Regions from separate parts of the Sus scrofa genome. Here region 1 is linked to region 2. Evidence: chromatin contacts called from public HiChIP or PLAC-seq data. All regions are on one chromosome and are shown on one strand. The core of a region is the stretch at or near the end of the contact, and the rest is flanking DNA. Distances in the headings are between cores, read along the strand shown. Region 1 overlaps LOC102157641. Region 2 overlaps IGF2R (insulin like growth factor 2 receptor).

What was found. HiChIP or PLAC-seq counts read pairs in DNA pulled down with a chosen protein or histone mark.
Region 1: an H3K27ac HiChIP or PLAC-seq map of alveolar macrophages shows a contact between it and region 2. The contact joins two enhancer-like sites. A contact is called at or near these places in 1 of 5 promoter capture datasets (liver) and 1 of 2 datasets of contacts at active chromatin or transcription factors (alveolar macrophages).

What each region holds. Positions count from the first base shown.
Region 1 is chr1:7,659,410-7,666,543 of Sscrofa11.1, forward strand. It overlaps LOC102157641, which reads left to right. Exons shown (of 5, transcript XM_013992444.2): 5 at 1,099-1,633. The coding sequence ends at 1,381. Among named protein-coding and RNA genes, the nearest start is that of WTAP, 11 kb to the left of the region's middle. Within about 2 kb of position 3,297, at least 23 of the 83 cell types and tissues checked have an H3K27ac peak or open chromatin away from gene starts, as enhancers often do. A contact at or near this core is called in alveolar macrophages, where this site is marked.
Region 2 is chr1:7,454,963-7,461,442 of Sscrofa11.1, forward strand. The region is part of intron 1 of IGF2R (insulin like growth factor 2 receptor); the gene reads right to left. Among named protein-coding and RNA genes, the nearest start is that of IGF2R, 14 kb to the right of the region's middle. Within about 2 kb of position 5,184, at least 14 of the 83 cell types and tissues checked have an H3K27ac peak or open chromatin away from gene starts, as enhancers often do. A contact at or near this core is called in alveolar macrophages, where this site is marked.

The sequences.
Region 1 (7,134 bases), core at 2,047-4,546, 200 kb after region 2:
TATTTTGGAACATTGAGCATCCCTAGATTAACCCACTAAATGCCTGGAGCACCTCTCTTTTCGTGTGACAACCACAAAGGCCCCCTCTGTATTTCCAGTACTCCTGGATGGGCAGGATGCCCCATGAGAACCCCTGATTCATAGCGAGGGGGCGGGAGGGCATCGTCATGCCCAGTCTTCTTGCAGACAGAAGTGGCCAGTTGACCCGTTCTGGCCAGGACCCGAGGTGGTCTCCTGGGGCCTCTGAGAAAGATTTTCCTCTGTGATGGAAGTGAGGAGAAAGTGCTTCCTCCTCCCCTGTTTTTCTTGTGTCTTAGCCGAAGAAAAGGGAGAGGCGGGGCTGCTTTGCCTGTGCAGTGACCATCTTATGATCATGATGCATCAAGTGGCAAAACAGAAAGCAGCCTGCTGAGAAGGCAGAGTGCAGGGTGGAAAGTCCCTGGATCCTGCACAACACTGTTCTGCTTCCAATCCAGGGATTGCTGGTCGCTGGGCTTTTTGTGAAGTAAAAATGGAAAGTCCTCGTGTTTGAAACCACTGTCCAGCAGGATCCCTGTGAGCCATGGCCAAGCACGTTGACTAATAGTTACAGGAAAAGAGGGCACTTACCTGATAAACAAGTTAAAGAAAACGGAAAGTTACCCACAAAGCTAGGTTTTTCTCAGGACAAAATATGGATATTATAAAATAGGTGCAGAGTTGAATATTCAAATTGTTCAGATGTGAATTGTGTTTCCTTTACTGAAGCCACACATCAAAAGAACTGTTCTTCCTGTGGCATTTTGCTTTATTGTTTGGACATTATGGGATGACTCCAGCCCTCATTGTATAGTGGTGTGATAAAGCAGATCTTTAAATTCCATTATTCACTTCTAGAAAATCGAACTTTATAGGTACACAAATCTAGGTACATTATAAGGCTGTACACCCAGACCCAGGTACATTAAAAATACAAGGGGCTTGGAGAACCTTATTTTCAGAACTTTTCAAAATACTGTTCTGTTGGCTCTGATGCTTGCTAACTTTGTTTAACCTATGGGAGCAACAGGTAAATTCTGTTGGGACAAACACTCGGTGAAACCTCTTTTTAATTTTTAGAAAAGACGTCTCTCCATTCCCCACGAATTACAGACCCACTAGCCCAGGAGACAGTCCATCTGGAAACCACATGCCTGGCCCCCCGCCAAAGAGGCCCATTGAACTGTCGGCAGTTGGAACATTGACTGTGCAGGATCGATGCCTACAGACACCTGTGAGAACGATAGCAGACTTATTTTCATTGCCCTTCCTGCCTTTATTCGCCTCCTGTTTTCCTTTGTCCCACTCATCTGTGTCCGTGGCTGCCAGCCCAGTACAGGTCTTCATCTTTCCTCATGGATGACCGAAACAGCCTCCCAGTTGGTTCCCCGCTGCCCACCAGAACCATCTTGGGCACAACAAGCTAGCCCTTTTCTAACATAACTGAGTGAGGGCTTGTGTGCCCGCAGTGCAGAACGCCAAGCTCTGATAACAGGTGTCTGCAGCCAAGTAAGTTTACTTCCAGGGTGAGGGAGTAGGAGACAAGCCTCAGATCCACTGTCTCTTGAGTTAGGGATGTTTTCAAGGGGAACAATAAAGAGACTGGGATTCGTCATCATCTTGTGACATTTCCGAGACATTTCTTTTTTCCTTTTTGTCTTTTGTCCTTTTAGGGCTGCACCCGCGGCATATGGAGGTTCCCAGACTAAGGGTCTAATCAGAGCTACAGCTGCCAGCCTACGCCACCGCCACAGCAATGCCAGATCCGAGCTGCGTCTGCAACCTACACCACAGCTCACGGCAACACCAGATCCTTAACCCACTGAGCGAGGCCAGGGATCAAACCTGCAACCTCACGGTTCCTAGTTGGATTCGTTTCCACTGCACCATGACAGGAATTCCTCTGAGGCATTCTTAATCGTGGTTTGGGCAGTCAGGATGCGTCCAGCTTACCATTCTCTGGCCAGATAGCCCATGGCTCTGGGGTCTGTGAGCCCATCTTGCCCTGAAGACACAGCCCAAGTTTGTACCTTTTTTTTGTTTTGTTTTGGTTTTTTTGCCATTTCTTGGGCCGCTCCCATAGCATATGGAAGTTCCCAGGCTAGGGGTCGAATCGGAGCTGTAGCCACCAGCCTACACCAGAGCCACAGCAACGCGGGATCTGAGCCGTGCCTGCAACCTACACCACAGCTCACGGCAACGCCAGATCCTTAACCCACTGAGCGAGGCCAGGGATCGAACCCGCAACCTCATGGTTCCTGGTCGGATTCGTTAACCACTGAGCCACGACAGGAATTCCCTGAGTTCATGCATTGATGGTGTCCACAGCAGCAACTTGAGTCCACTAATGATTGTGGTCAACACGGCTATCCCAGGCCTCCGACTCTGGTTGGTTAGTGTTCACTTAGCACAGGATTGAGATTAGAGGGAACAGAAAGAATCGCGGTCAGAGGAGACAAGCAAAGGAATAAAGTTTGGGATAGAGAGATGAGTCACAAACTCTGCAGGGGAGCTCAGTTGTAGGGAGACTGGGTTTAAGGAATACAGCCCTGAAACCTGGCATTTCTGCTGTACAGCACAGGAAACTGTATCCAGTCCCTTGTGATGGAACATAATGGAGGAGAATGTGAGGAAAAGAGTATATATCTGTATGTACACACATATATATATGAATGACTGGGTCACTTTGCTGTACAGCAGAAATTGATAGGACATTGTAAATCAACTATAACAAAAAAATATTTAAAAAAAAATACAATGCTGGAAGAGTTCGACTTTCCATGTTAGGTTCACTAAGCACAACCCCAAATCCCAGGCATGACGTCACAGCAAGGCACACTGGCTGGGGACCTCAGGCCCCTCGGCAGGCAGTCTGGAAATACCAACAGGTGCAGACAAAGCATGCCCCCCCAAAAAAGCCTGCTTCTTACAGCCAAAGACCCAGGCCAGGGGCAGCCCAGTGAGACAGAAAACCTTTACCCAGCAGCCAGTCCCAACACTGCCATCCACTCCTGCTCTGGCTTCTCGTCAAAACCCCGGTGAACCTGGGTGTGGTTAACTGGAGAGACGCCAGGCCTGGATTGCCTCACGACCTGGGCACTGGAATCCGTCATTTAGTACAGCTTTTTCACAGATTGCAAAACGGGAATTGCTTTATAGGGTTCTGGGAAGGAACACCACCTAGTAATGAGCCACAAGCAGCAAGTGCAGACACTGTGCTGCAAAGCCCTAGGTCAAGGCCAAGGCACTGTGGGTTCTTAAGCCACAACCCAGGCCCAAGCTGGGGAGGCAGGCGGGGGTGTGCAGTCAAGAGAAGGGACTGAGGAAGCCCCAATGAAATGAGCTAGAATGTTCCAGTTCAAAGGCGGGCTTCGCCCTCTTGGGGAGGGAGAAGTGCGTGTGTGAGACGTGTCGCCCAGTCGGGAGATCCCAAGGTCTGGCTGGGTTTCTGGGGAGGAAAAGTGACACCGGGGAAGGTATGGACGGAAGGACAAGTGGGAAACAATGGCTAACATTTTGCTGGACGTTTGTACATGGTGTTTCATGATCCTCGCAAGCAGACATCGGGGGAAGTAAGGGCGTGTATTGGTCCTGTTTGACAGATGGGACAGCTGAGGCACAGAGATCAAATCATAGCGCTGCTGACAAGGGGTAATCAAGTGGGAGAGAAAGGAACCTACCGACACTGCTGGTAGGAATGTAAATGAGGGCAGCTACTCTGGCAACCGGTATGGAAGCTCTTGGAGAAGCTAAAAATAGAGTTGCCATGTGATCCCACTGCTGGGCATATATCCCGAGAAAAGCATCATTTGGAAAGATAGATGCACCCCAATGTTCACCGAAGCGCTCGCTGCAACAGCCGAGACACGGAGGCAACGGCGGTGTCCGCAGACCGATGAACGGATCAAGACGATGAGGTGCATACGTGTACCATGATGCGCTACTCAGCCGTAACGAAGGAGATGATGCCGTTTGCGGCGTTTGTGCGTGAACCTAGAGATGACTTTACTGAGTGGAGTAAGTCAGGCAGAGGAAGACAAATGTTACACCACCTCCCTATGTGTGGAATCTAAAAAAAGACACAAAAGAACTCATTTACAAAACAGGAATACACTCACAGACATATAAAACAGATTGATGGCTATCAAAGGGGGAAGGGAGGGTGGAGGTATTTGGGAGTTTGGGATTAACATGTGCACACCACCTACCATCTATAAAATAAGTAACCAGCAAGGACCTACTGCATAGCACAGGGAACTATACTCAATGTCTCATAATCTTCTATTAGGGAAAGGAACCTGAAAAAGAATCTGAGAGTACGTACATACGTGTGTGTGTGTGTGTGTGTGTGTGTGTGTGTGTAACTGAATCACTTTGCTGTACACCTGAGATTAACATAGCATTGCAAATCAACTGTACTTTCGTTTTTTAAAGAAAAGAAAAAGAAGAGGTAATCAACTTGGATGAAGTTAAGCTGATTTCAGAGTCCACTCTTTTTTTTTTTTTTTTTTTTTTTTGGCCTTTTTGTCTTTTTCTAGGGCCACACTTGCAGCATATGGAGGTTCCCAGGCTAGGGGTCGAATCGGAGCTGTTGCCACTGGCCTACGCCAGAGCCACAGCAATGCGGGATCCGAGCCGCATCTACAACCTACACCACAGCTCACGGCCACGCCAAATCCCTACCCACTGAGTGAGGCCAAGGATCGAACCCGTGTCCCCATGGATGCCAGTCAGTTTCGTTAACCACTGAACCACGACGGGAACTCCAAATAGTATGAGATTTAGCACTTATACTTCAGTCAACAATGACAGTTGTTATAAAGTACAGCAACGACCTCAGCAGTAAACTAGCAGCTGATGGGCTAAGAAATTATAATATCAAGTATTTAAAATTAAATTTACGGAGGAGTTCCCGTCGTGGCGCAGTGGTTAACGAATCCGACTAGGAACCATGAGGTTGCGGGTTCGGTCCCTGCGCTTGCTCAGTGGGTTAACGATCCGGCGTTGCCGTGAGCTGTGGTGTAGGTTGCAGATGCGGCTCGGATCCCGAGTTGCTGTGGCTCTGGCGTAGGCGGGCAGCTACAGCTCCGATTAGACCCCTAGCCTGGGAACCTCCATATGCCACAGGAGTGGCCCAAAGAAATAGCAAAAAAAAAAGACAAAAACAAACAAAACAAAAAAAAAATTAAATTTACATTCAAACAACTATGGAAAGTTCTCATAAGAGAATAATTTTATTTATTTTGAATAAAACTTCAGATTTATGGAGTTCCCATCCTGGCTCAGACTAGGAACAATGAGGTTGTGGGTTCGATCCCCGGGCTCACTCAGCAGGTTAAGGATCCGGTGTTGCATGAGCTGTGGTATAGGTTGCAGACGCGGCTTGGATGCTGCATTGCTGTGGCCCTGGTGTAGGCCGGCGGCAACAGCTCCAATTAGAACCCTAACCCGGGGACCTCCATATGCTGTGGGAGCAGCCCTAGAAAAGGCAAAAAGAAAAAAAAAACCCCAAAAAACCCTTCAGATTTGTTCTTGAGTTTCAAAAGCTCATGCGGTGATAGTGCTATTTGTCTTTGACCAAATCTTGATCATAACAATTGGCCATTTGGCATTCGACTAAAGTGTGCATTGAGGAGTTCCCTGGTGGCTCAGTGGGTTAAGGATCAAGCATTGTCACTGCCATGGCATCGGTTCCATTCCCTGGCCTGAGAACCTCCATGGGTTCAGCCAAAAAAAGAGTGTGCATTGATTGCATTTCCAGATCCCTTAGAAAGTGACAAATAGAATTACCATTATATTTCTTAGTATCCTGTGACTATTCATTTATATCTTAGGATGTATTACCATCACCAGTTATAGCATCATTTATATGTATATATAATATATATGGATTTTTTTTGCATATGATAGACACCTGTGAAATACTAAGCCCATTTCCTCCTCTTCCTTGTCACAAAGGTAAGTACATGGTCCTGCTTCTCTTATAGTCAGACGTGGCCATGGCAGTGAGTTCCAGAAAATGGTAAGTGGGCAGAGGGCATGTGGGTGTTTCCAGGCTGGGCACGTTACAGTCTTGCCCATTCCCACCTGCCAGCTGATAGAGAGGAAGGCGGGGAACATGCAGACTGGGTAATGTAAACCCTGCAGAGGCGGGAGTTTATCTGTAGGAGCAGCTGGTGCTACTCTTATTGAAACTCTTCTAAAGGAATTTCAAGAAGCACTTGAAAACAACTCAGGAAGCCATCATATGTGTAAAAGCATCTAAATTGTGACTTTGTGTACTTCTTTTTAAGTGTCAAAGTCACGTCTGGGCTGACTGGGGACCAGGCGTTCCTAGGCAAGAAGGTGGCATCAGCCAAGGTTCTCCTCCAAAATCTCCACCGAAAGGACTCAGGGGACAGACCCATGGGGGAAAAAATCCACATTAGTTCTGGAAATCTGGGAGAATTTCTGGTAGGTGTAACATTGATGTGTTGCCATCACATTGAGCAACCGTGACTCATAGGATGTTGTCATAAAGTGACTTCCTTCTTGTCCCCAGCTGTGTCATTACACTGGCCTGCTGGGCTTATTTTTTCTTCACCGCTGGGCCAAAGGCTGGCCCCATGACTTCTCTTCTTTTTAATTCTTAGGTAATAAAAAGTCATATAGTCTCTTGAAGTCAGAACACAGGCACAGTCTTTCATGCCCCGTCCTATGTCATAAAACTCTAATCTAAAGCTAGGAGTTCTTGGAGTTCTTACCATGATGCAGTGGGTTAAGAATCTGACTGCAGTGACTCCGGTCCCTGCTGAGGTGTGGGTTCGATCTCTGGCCCGGCTCAGTGGCTTGATCTGGTGTTGCCGCAGCTGCAGCTTAGATTCAATCCCTGGCCCCTGACTTGAGAACTTCCATATGCCAGGTGTGGCCACTAAAAAAAAAAAAAAAATTAAAAAAGAATGAAAGATTTGAGACTTTTCCTTCAGCACAAGCCTGTAGGAAGCCAGTAGCCTGCATTGGGAGAAAGCGCCAGGAAGCTTGTTGCTGTTGTTTCTCTGGTTGGTCTTTTATTATTATTATTATTATCTTGAAAAAAATGCATTGAAGTATAGTTGATTTACAATATTGTGTTAATTT
Region 2 (6,480 bases), core at 3,934-6,433:
AGGCTGGTGCGCTTGTCAAGAGCCTGATCTTAGGGTGACACCAGCTACCACTCAACTTCTTAACACCTGAGCGCTCGCTCCCAGAGTCGGGAGACTTACACGCCCGAGAAAATGACCAAGTAATACCAGGCTCGAGAAGGCATCCATCAAGGCCAATGTCTTCTGACAAACACTCCTCTTTATTCCTTTGCTTCCCAAATATTTCCTAAGTACCTACTGAGGAGGAGAGCAATGATCGGACAGAGATCAAACAAGAAAAAACAAAACACAAAAAAACAAAACCCCACCCTTCCGGTGTGTGTCCTCCAGGGGAGGACAGACAATAAACAGGTAAACAAACAACGGGAAAGGTCCGCCTCCTAAGACAGGCATGCACGGACATAAAACAACATCGACTGTGCTAGGAAATGAGCAAGTCCTTCCTGCGGGAAGTCTTCTGAGAGCACTCTCACCCTGAGACTCGAATGACAAAAAGAGCAACGCAGGCAGGCATGGGGGGAAGCATATGCCAGCAGACTGACGTCAGCGCGAGGTCCTGAGGCGGGAGTACACGTGCGTGGCTGGCAGAGAAGGGTGGGGCTGGGGCTGGAGCGAGGCGGATGGAGACCAGTACGAGATGGGTTCAAGGAGATGAGGACATGCAGTCGCGCAGAGCAAAGGAACAGTTCCGATTTTGTACTCGAAGCAAAGAAAGGCCACTCAAAGATGCTACGGAGCTTTCCTTAAAATTCCAAGCCAGTGGTTCTATTTGCAGGGTATTAATGAACGTTTCTGTTGATTACAGTTGATTAAGGGAAATCATAACTCTTTTACTCAGGACCCCTACGTTGCTCTGGGATGCTAGACATTAAATTTCAAGTAATGGCATCATTAAAGTGTTCCACGATCCTAAGGACACTTAGAGAGAGAGGTGTGGGAAAGTATTTAGAATGAGTGAACTGGAAGGAGTCAAGTCTAAAGAAAGTTACTGAAAATGCTAGGCCTTTTGGTTTGGTTGGTTTTTGGGTTTTTTTGGCCAAGCCTGAGGCATGCAGAAGTTCCCAGGCCAGGGACTGAACCTGAGCCACAGCAGCGATGGCACTGAGTCCTGACCCGGCTAGGCTTTTCTTAAAAGCAGAAGCCCACTGCTGTCTTTTCCAAAGGTGCTACTGAAATAAGACAGATGTGGAGTTCCCGTTGTGGCTCATCGGTTAACGAATCCGACTAGGAACCATGAGGTTGCGGGTTCGATCCCTGGCCTTGCTTAGTGGGTTAAGGATCCAGCATTGTACTGCAGTGTAGGTCGCAGTCACGGCTCAGATCCCGAATTGCTATGGCTCTGGAGTAGGCCGATGGCTACGGCTCTGATTAGACCCCTAGCCTAGGAACCTCCATATGCCGCAGGAGCGGCTCAAAAAATGGCAAAAAAGACAAAAAATAAAATAAAATAAAATAAATAAGATAGATGTGAAGAGAGTGCATCTACAGAGCAGAAGAGATGGAAAAAGGTAAGATGGGGGTTGTGGTCCTAATTTTCCGGAAACTGGGGTTCCTAGAAGATGCTGCGCTATTCAATTCTATTTCTTTTCTCTATTTGTATTTTGCATTCTGTCAAGATTTAGCAAAGTGATACGTGGTTATGGGAAGAAGCAGGGAGCACCCCGTGCCTGCCAGGGCCTGAGGGCTGGATTGCTTTAGAGGGTTATTTAACCCCTCACCACAGGGCAGCACTGTGAACTCGACGCACAAGCCCAAACTGCAGCACCTGGGTCCTTAAGTCACCTCCCTTAAAAACGAAGGGATGGCATCTGCAGGCCATCAGATCTTGAAATACTTAGATTCCAGAGAACATGTCTCCTTGAAAACAGGCAAAGATGCCTAGCGCCATACATCACTAGGAGCAGGAATAGGCAACTGGGTGAAATAATTTATCTGAAACCTCATGCAGCGTAATCCAAAAACTCTTGAGTATCCTGTTATACACCCTAGTTAGATGAAATTATCATCTAGACAATTTTCTTAAAGAAGATTTCATTAAACTTGAAAATCATCTAAATACCTGATAGGACTTTTTAAGAAAATTACATTTGAAACTACCTGCAGCTCAGATCTGGTCCCTGGCCCAGGAGCTCTGTGTGCCACAGAGTGGCCAAAAATGGAAGGAAAAAAAAAAAAAAAAAAAAAAAAAACCTGGGAGTTCCCCTCGTGGCCTAGCATAAATGAATCTGACTAGCATCCATGAGGACGCAGGTTCAATCCCTGGCCTCGCTCAGTGGGTTAAGGACCTGGCATTGCCCTGAGCTGTGGTGGAGGTTGCAGACGAGGCTCGGATCCAGCCTTGCTGTGGCTGTGGCCTTGGTCAGCAGCTACAGCAGTTCCAACTAGACCCCTAGCCTGGGGACCTCCATATGTTGCTGGTGTGGCCCTAAAAAGACAAAAAAAAAAAAAAAACTAAACATAAAAAAAAAAAAAATCAATAAAAATAAAAGTACCAAGATCATATTCTAGAACCAGGCAATGGCTTCAGAAACAATAAAAGTATATAGACTAAAAAAAAAAAAAAAAAAGTAATGATATCTTTGAGGAAAAACAATTCTTTGTCTAAAAGTTGTCCACTAGAAAGTTCTCTACACGAAGCAAACATGTACAGCCAAAATGGAAACCCAACAGTATGGTTTATTTAAGACCCAAGCAACTGAGACCAGTTAGCTGAGATTCACTGAAAAGTCTGTATTCTAGACTAAGCTTTCTGGGCTTATCCAAGAGGAAAAAATGAGACCAACATATTAGACCAAAGAGAAACTAAGCTATAGTAATAAAATTTTAAACTTTTAGCAGGAAACAGAGCGTGGAAGAAAATATCTGCAAGTTGTGTAGAAATGCAGTCTTCACTCTCTCACACACACGTGTGAAATCTATCTACTCTACAAACATCTCTTGCAGCAGGATAGGTATGAAAGCCCTGTGGGCATTTTCCTGGAACTGTGACAGGCGTATCTGCTCAAGGCCTCGAAGAGGTGCCTTGGTCCTACGCCACCCTCCATCTCATCTGCGGTCAGAGACCCCCGCAAGGAGGTGGAGCAGGAGAAGCAGAAAGGCGGAGGAAGGCAGAGAAAGGAGCAGGAAGGCGCCCGGAAAGGGAGGAAGGCGGAGGAAGCCAGTGGTCCAGGGGCGACTCACCTGAAGCCCCGCCCACTTCCCGGTCTTGCAAATTTCAGTTCCTATCCTCCCAGGAGACAGACAAACCCCACTTAGAAATGCTCTTCTGGACACAACACCATCGGTGCGAGATCCCTGGCTTTGAAAATCAGCAAGGAGTTGCCCGTCGTGGCACAGCGGCAACGAATCCGACTAGGAACCTTGAGGTTGCGGGTTCGACCCCTGGCCTTGCTCAGTGGGTTAAGGAGCCAGCATAGCCCTGAGCTGTGGTGTAGGGATCTCAGACGCGACTCCGATCTGGCGATGCTGTGGCTGTGGTGCAGGCCGGCAGCTTTAGCTCCAATTAGACCCCTAGCCTGGGAACCTCCATATGCCGCAGTTGTGGCCCTAAAAAAGACAAGACAAAAAAAGAAAAGAAAAAGAAAATCAGCAAAAGCAAGCAAAATCCTTGCCATCCTACCTCATTTTCCAGAGAAGACAGTGTAGTTAGCCAACGTTCCCCTCCCCGTTCATTTCAGAGCGCGCCTGGCGGTTCGAGGTATACACGTACGCGAGGGGTGGCCCAGACCCCGGTGGGCTGGTCCCCGCTGCGTCCTCTGCTCTGATTGCCAGCCCTGCTGGCCTTTCTCACCACCCAAGGCTAGATCTTCTTGGGTGCCTGGTCTCCTCAACTGCACGGCGGCTCTGGGCAGAGGCGTCCTCCCTCCCAGAACTACTACGTAGTGACAGACACATGGACAGAATCCATACATGCTGGCAGGTTGAGAGGTAAACAGCCGGTGGACTAAGAACCCAGCACCACTCGACGTCTGCTAAGCAAGCACCTCACACCGTTACTCAACTCTCTCAAATTCCTCTGCTTCGGAGTCAAAGACGGCAAGGCCCTGTGCTCAGTGTCACCCAACCAGGAAAATGACAGGCCAGGCATGAGTCCAGGTCCGTCTGAGGCCAAGGGCAGGTGTTTACACTGAGGTAAAGAGCCACCTTTATTTGTGGTGGTTTGGGTTTTTTTGTTCTTTTTTTTTTTTTTTTTTTTTTTAACTTTTCAGAAAATATTTAGTTCCAGCTAGAACTCTGAAGCTGGAAAACCATTCCCCGGACTTGAGAGTTTACATCTTATCACAACAGATGCCCCTAAAGTGACAGATCCCGGATGGCAAGTAAATTTCCAGAGGGCATGCATCTGAGCAAGCCCCTGGGGAGAAGGTGTGACATGCCGCGTCATGCTGAGCAGGCCCTTTTCTGAGTTCAAGTTCTTCCCCAAGTTTTCAACTTCTGTTGCCATTTACCACCACCACCCCTCCCCCTCCAGTTTCTCTTCTGCACAGCCCCAGTTGCCAAACACGAGGCCCTGCCTTCTGCAACCTCTCTTCCCTCACCCAGCCGGTCTCCCCAGAAAGAATGTCAGCTCCCTCAGCCCCCTTCTTCCCACCGGCTGAAACTGCCTCACTTTCAAGCCAGGCTGGTGGAGGAGTCCCCTCGGAAGGAACACATCTATTTTGCTTTCCGCACCTAGACTCACCCCCTCCTTTAAAATGACTACTGAGCTCAGCAAAAAGCTACTCCCCAAAAACCTCGACCAAGAGTCCAAAGTAAGTGTCATCGGTAACTGAGAAACATCCTGCAATCGAGCCATCAGAGCCAGCAGGGAACGGTGACAGGACAGAAGTCACATACGGGGCAAAGGACTTGAAGAGGTCTTGGACTTTAGAGGGAATGCTACGGCTGGAATATGCCCTGGATGTGGACAATTCATCTCACCACACGGGCTGAGCCCACGGGCTCGAGACCACCTGCCCGACTCTAATCCCACAGCCTCTGCCAAAGCTACACTGGACTTCGGCGGGCAGCGTGCATCTGCTCCGCGGCACAGAGGTTCCATTTTTGCCTCATCTGGTTTACATTTCATCATATCCCAAAAGGTGTTGGCAGATCACCAATCAGAGGAAAGCACACACAAGCAGCGTACTGTCAAGCAGCCCAGAGACGGCAAAGCGCTTCCACGTTCCCAGACCGCTCGGCCAAGGCCACGTGGCCAACCCACCGCGGTCCACACCGACCAACCCAGGGGCAGCAAGGAAGGAGCAGATGTAATGGGCCGGCACCACTGCCTAGAGTTCAGAGAGCTTCCTGAAGAGAAACACAGAGCCACCCCCACTGACAAACGCCTGTCCAAAAGAGAGAAGTCACCAGAAAAGGCCCGAGGGCTACAAGCGGATAATCACTCCCAACCCTCCAACACGGGTGTCTTCCGCCACCCCCCTCGGGCTTTTACACACATCATCCCTGAATGTCTGCAAAATGTAATTTGGGGCTCTTTCAGATGTTTCAAAAGTGAACATCTAAACCCAAGTACACAGAGTTCAATGACAAAGCATGTCGTATGCCCCACCCGTTAAGGCAAAAAAACCAAAACCCTTAGAAAACTGAGACCCTTCCCTCCAGCACAAAACTGCTCCGTGCACTTTCAGTCTGCCCTCCTTCTCACCTTCGGCCACACTCTTCTGAAATATATCCTACTTCTCTCACTCCCTCTGGGTCGTGGGGTTTCGGGAAAATGATCATGTGGCTATTAAACATTTTATCACTGGCCTACCATCATCAGAATATAAAGCTGGAGAGAGGTACAACGAAATCAGCAACAAATGTAATACGTGTGCATGAAACTATAATTTGGCTTCCTTAAAAAATAAATAAATAAGTTGGTGCTATACAAACTAAATTCACAGAGCATGGTCACTGGCTGAGGAATATTTTTCTGAATCCAGGGTGAGCAGCAGGCACTCCTGTCCTGCCTCAGCGGTTAACGAATTTCACTAGCATCCATGAGGATGCAGGTGCGATCCCTGGCCCTGCTCAGTGGGTTAAGGATCCAGGGTTGCTGTGGCTGTGGTGTAGGCCGGGAGCTGCAGCTCTGGTTCGATTCGACCCCTAGCCTGGGAAGCTCCATAGGCCTCTGGTATGGCCCAAAGAAATAAAGAAAGAAAGAGTGGGCAGCAAACACGAAACTTTGGGGACGAGGGGAATGCGAAGTCTTTCCAACCTGAACATCAAAAAAGATTTCTCTGCTTTTTGGCCTGCATCCCAGTCCTCCGAGAGCTGAGAGAATCTTCAGGGAACATTTGGCTCATTACTGCCCCTTATCATTACCAGATAGTTTCTCAGCTCATACCTCCAGACCACCAACCTTCGAAAATCTGGAAGAGTCTCCTAAAATAGGAAGAGGAGAGTGGGGGGAGGGTGGGAACAGGCAGGGGAGGAGGAGGCCGTGGAAAGAGGCCGGGTTTCCAAAACGGACACTTGCAGCAGAAATGTCAAGAGCATAACGGAACCACTGTTGTC